2 separate regions of the Sus scrofa genome follow, and region 2 is linked to region 1. A link is a contact called in public Hi-C data. All regions are on one chromosome and are shown on one strand. Each heading gives the region's core, a stretch centred on a gene start, on an enhancer-like site or on the middle of the called end of the contact. The rest is flanking DNA. Distances are from core to core; before and after follow the strand shown.

The links. A called contact is a pair of places that touch in the nucleus more often than the background predicts.
Region 2: a Hi-C map of subcutaneous adipose tissue shows a contact between it and region 1, with 2.1 times the contacts expected there. The contact joins the promoter of CTIF here to the enhancer-like site in region 1. A contact is called at or near these places in 7 of 47 Hi-C or Micro-C datasets (adipocytes, embryonic fibroblasts, fibroblasts and 3 more).

What each region holds. Positions count from the first base shown.
Region 1 is chr1:98,098,309-98,100,963 of Sscrofa11.1, reverse strand. No RefSeq gene overlaps it. Among named protein-coding and RNA genes, the nearest start is that of CTIF, 34 kb to the left of the region's middle. Within about 2 kb of position 1,318, at least 10 of the 83 cell types and tissues checked have an H3K27ac peak or open chromatin away from gene starts, as enhancers often do. A contact at or near this core is called in subcutaneous adipose tissue, where this site is marked.
Region 2 is chr1:98,131,995-98,134,649 of Sscrofa11.1, reverse strand. CTIF (CBP80/20-dependent translation initiation factor) reads right to left here and starts at 1,337. Exons shown (of 12, transcript XM_013992850.2): 1 at 1,036-1,337. It overlaps LOC106508955 (a long non-coding RNA gene), which reads left to right and starts at 1,309. Exons shown (of 3, transcript XR_001306118.2): 1 at 1,309-1,394; 2 at 2,115-2,207.

The DNA of each region.
Region 1 (2,655 bases), core at 69-2,568:
AAAGTTCCAGTTGTCAAATAAGGAAGTTTGTAGGGATGGAATAATGTACAGCATGGTTACATAGTTAATAATCCTGTGTTGTAGACTGGAAAGTTGTTAGGAGAGATCTTATGTTTTCATCACAAGAAAAAAAATTGTGACCATGGATGATGATGGAAGTTAACTAGACCTATTGTGGGGATCATTTTGTGATGTGTAGCAAACATCACATCGTTATGTTGTACACCTGAAAGTGCGATAATGTTATGTGGCAGTTATATCTCGGTAGAAATAAATAAAAATTTAAAAAACACATGTGCCTCAAGATCTGTGGGATGTTCCAAATCATAATTCCAAGTGTGTTTAATAATGAGAACCCTGGACAGTGGAATAGTTTCTCAAGATAAGTGCTCCCAGGAAGGAGACCCATTTAGATGTTCAAGTTCTTACGGTTCTTCTTTTTGTCTTTTTAGGGCTGCACCTGTGGCAGGCAGAGATTCCCAGGCTAGGGGTCTAATCGGAGCTGCAGCTGCCAGCCTATGCCACAGCCACAGCCACAGCAATGCTAGATCCGAGCTGCCTTTGCCACCTACATCATGGCTCACAGCAACGCCAGGTCCTTTAACCCACTTAGCAAGGCCAGGGATCGAACCTGCATCCTCATGGATACTAGTTGGAACAGGAACTCCTTCTAATGGTTCTTCACAGTCCCATTACCATATAGTTATAGGAAGACTGAAATATGGTGTCCCCTAGATCTTGGTAAAATTAGTTCAGGAGTTACCTTTGTGGCTCAGTGGTTAATGAACCCAATAGGATCGTGAGGATGTGGGTTCGATCCCTGGCCTTGCTCAGTGGGTTAAGGATCCGGCGTTGCCTTGAGCTGTGGTGTATGTTGCAGACGCCGCTCGGATCCTGCGTTGCTGTGGCTCTGGCATAGTCTGGCAGCTATAGCTCTGATTGGACCCCTATCTGGGAACTTCCATGTGCTGCAGGTCTGTCCCTAAAAAAAAAAAAAAAAAAAAAAAAAAAAATTAAAAAAATACATATATAAAGTTATTTCAAGCCTCAATTTTCTCATCTAAAAAATGGGGATCATAATAGTTCACACACCATAGGATTACAAAGGGTATAGAAAGAACTGAGCCCAGCTTAATAATAAGTACGGAGCAGATATTATATGTATTGTTATGTGCTGCTAGAAACATAAGTATTTATCATTTTGCTTAAGAGAGGAATGCCTATGCATCACATTGCCCTTGTGAAATTGTTAATAACATCCCCTTTCACTTTCGAAACACTCTTGATTTGGACAATAAAACATGTTCCGCTGTCAACTTACACCACTAGTAAGTCAGAGTAGCGGGGATCTGAAGGAAGGTCACTCTGAGTTAGGACCGTGGAAATCACAAGCATAAAAGTAAGAAGAATTTCTGGAGCAGAAGCCAGGAACTCTCCTTTCTCTGTAGCCTTTGCACAGTCTTCATTCCAGTATATTCTGTATGCAGAAGATCTCCTTCTCTTCATATCAACTTCCCGTCCTGTCTTGTTTTGTTTTTTATTCCTTTCACTTTCAAATCTGAATAGCTCTCATTTTGATCCTTCCACAATGTTCTCATGTAGGATTTCACAATCAGCATTTAAAGGCAGTTATGGGAGGCTCCTTGTGGCTTGGCAGGGTAAGGATTTGGCGTTGTCACTGCTGTGGCTATGGTTACTGCAGTGGCGGGGGTTCAATCCCTGGCCCGGGAACTTCTGCATGGCGTGGGCAGGAAACAAAAAAGGCAGTTTTGCTTCAACTCAAAGAAGTGCCCTTGAACTTTATAACATATAACATATACTTAAAATCCATTGAGTGCATTTTAACCTAGAAGCATCAGATCATTCGAGGGGCTCCAGAGAAATAGAAAGGGCTTCCTCTGTGGTGGGGTGAGAAAGGGCAGGCAGTTAACATTTACTGAGGGTGTCCTGTCCCCTTCTCCTGGGAATAGCAGTGTCACCTTCCTCTCTGGAGACATATCCTTCTCTAGGAAATGGAGCCGAGACTCAGACCTAGTCAATCGGGTTCTGCAAGGACCTATGAGATGGGCCTGGGGACACCGTCTAAGCTGGTGGGAGTCATTCTAGGGCTTTCTTTAAGGTGTTAAGATGTCTATTTCATGTGGGGATGGGGGGGTGGGGAGGTCAATGCGGGAGAGTGGGAGCAGCCTGAAGTCACTGGCGGTCACCTTTGCCACCGCATGGTGATGTGGGAGAAGGATGCGACCCCAGAGGAAATGACAGCCAGGGGTGGAGAAAGATTCCCGATGGGTTGTGTTTCTGCCTTCCTTGCAACAAAGAGTCCAGATTACTACAAGAAATCTCTAGGGAACTTAGTGACACTAATGACTTGGGTTTGTCTGATGGATATTGTCCAAAAATATCTAAGAGTAACAAAACCTGCTGTGTTTTTTAAAATTTTATTTATTTTTTGCTTTTTAGGGCCGCATCCACTGCATATGGAGGTTCCCAGGCTAGGGGTTGGATCAGAGCTGCAGCTGCCGGCCTACACCACAGCCACAGCAGTCTGGGATCTGAGCCATATCTGTGACCTACACCACAGCTCACGGCAATGCCAGATCCTTAACCCACTGAGCAAGGCCAGGGATCGAACCTATATCCTCATGATCCTAGTCA
Region 2 (2,655 bases), core at 88-2,587, 34 kb before region 1:
CGGTGTTCAGGACAGTCACCTGCTCGCTGAAGAACCCGAGCTGGAGCCCACTCCGCTCCGGCTTGGGTCACCAGCTCCACCGCGAGCTGGTTTTTCAGAGCCTGTCAACTTAACCCCTGCTCCGCCGATGGATCTATTCCCTAGGCCCAGATACACAGCGGCGACAAGAATAATAATAAATAAGCCAACACAATCACCGCTGCGGGGAATGTCCAAAGCTGCGACTGCAATGGATCCACCGATCCAGTTTCCTCCTCTGCTCCCATCCCCCACGCCCCCCGCGGCCCGCGGGCTCACCAGGGACGGAGGGAGGGAGCAGCCTGTCTAGACGACAGACATCCCCGCGCCCGCGGGGACGGGCGCGCACACACATTCACACGCGGCCGCTGCCACTGACACAATCAGTCACCGAAGGAGGGAGGGGCAGCGAGGAGACATTCTCTCCGGGTCCCTCCGGGAGCCGCGAGCGCAGCAGCCTCCGGCCGGGAGCCGCCACCCGGAGCTGCGCTCCCTACCTCAGCGGAGCGCGGTCAAAACAGCTGCAAGTTTGGCCGCTACTAAACCAACTGCTTGATGCAGCAAATGCGGGCTTCAAAACAAAAGGGAGAGGAATCACGCTCGCTCTCTTCCTCCCCCCCCCACGGGTCGGAATCCGGCACATGACAGCGGCTACAACGCGCGGCTCCAACGCGAGCCGAGCTCCAGCCGAGCGCCCCCCCGCCAAGAACCCCCCTCCTCACAGGAGCTCCAGGGCTTCGGCTCCCCTACCGGCGGGGAACCCTGCGGAGAAGCAGCAAACCTGAGGAGGGGGCGAGACCGCGTAGTGCGGTCCTCTACAGAGGCGGGGACCACGGATGGGCGCGGACGCCTGGCCGCCCCGGACTCAGGGAGGGGGGAAGGGGGCGAATTGTTTGGGGCGGTTTTCCCGGATTTATCTATAAGCACGCGCACGTCACGCAGCCGTCCTCTCGGGTCCCCGAATCGACCCGCAAGCGGAGATGACTAAAAGAGGGGGGCGGGCAGGGGGATGCTCACCTCGGGGTTCCTCTGGCCGCCGCTCCGAGCCCGAGCCGGGGGGTGGGGGAAGGGGGCAGGGAAGGAGAAGGGAGGGAGCAGGCTCGGGAGAGCCTACTCCTGCCTCGAGTTCCGTGCGTCCGGGCAGCGGAGGGGCTCCGGCGCCCCAGCGCACCAACCCAGCAGAGAGGGGAGGGAGGGAGGGAAGGGAAAGAGGGAGGGAGGGGCGGGTAGGGGGGAGGGAGTAAAGGAAGGAAAAAAAATGATCCCTGCTCTGACACAGGGAAAGAGAATGTTGAAGAGTGACGTCCAGTCCCCGCCCTCCCCTCCGGCCACGTGCAAAGACTCGAAAGGAAAGAGGGCGGCGGGAGGCCTGCTGGGTAATGTAGTTCTCCTTTCTTTCCCGGGATGGCGGGCCCTGGAGAGCGGGACGCCGCGGGGAAGCCGGGGATGCCGCCTGAGCAGCCTAGATAGCCCAGTCTAGCCACCCCAAAACCGGCCGACCAAACCCGGCTCCCCTCACGACCTTGGCACGGCCTTGGATGGGAACCTCTGCGTGGGGAGAACTGGGGGCTTAGGCGCGGTCCAGGCTTGCAGGATAACATTGGGTTTTAGGGACCAGACCAGTTTTAAGGATGTGGACTTCCTTACTTTAAGTGCTAAGTCCGTACTAATGGCAGATAAAAGGGAGCTTTGTGTACGCATTGGGCTGCCCAAGTGTAGTTATTAACGCTGTATTAAATGCTAACGTCTGTTATTGAGATGCATATGTTATAATTAACATTTGAACATCTCAGTGGCAGGGGTGGGATGTTGTAATTAGATATGCACTTTGCAACCAATTAATTTTCCATTGGCCATGGCAAGGGCTAAAGCAGGGAGAATTCAATGCAATGGATAATTCAGTAATCACTTAACCAAATCACCAGTGTTTTCCAAGTACCTACTAGGTGCTAGGCACTGAGCCTTCTAGAGAAACATATGATGCTGCACACCCTCCAGGCAAGGGGATTATAAACTCGGGGGAGGAACTGTGTGACAATATAATCAAAGAAAATCATGTACTACGTCATGTAACATTTGGTGGGTATTTTTCACAGATGGGATAGTTCTGGGACTGCCAAGACAGAGCCTCGATTCCTGCCCTTAAGGAGCTCAACATCTGGTTAAGGACCACAGACAAGGAAAGTAGAGTAAGTCAACACTTAACATGAGAATAAGCATAAAGTGCCAGGTATCTCTCAGGATGGAGGGTGGCTGCAGGTGGGAGAGGGTCAAGGAAGTCTTCCTGGAAGAAGTAAGTAGTACTGTAGCTAAAAATACTAAAATTTTTAACAAGGCAAAGGATGCGGTAGGCCTCTGACTAAGGCTACAGGGTATAAAGTCTCCGTATGAGAGATAAGAGAGCAAATTATGCAAGTCCCAGCAGTTTGGCAGGGCAGAAGAGGGCAGGGACCCCAAAAGGAGGCTCAGGGATGAAGGGTGGGTCTAGAGGGCAAAAGGAGCCTAGGATGGCTTTTTGCCAGAGATGGGGTTTGCCGTGGGCCTTTGAAGAAATGGTGGGATTTCTTTGAGAGTGGAGAGCATGTGTTCTTGGCTCCAGGCTCAGAATGCACCAAGCCATCAAAGGCAAGCAAAGCA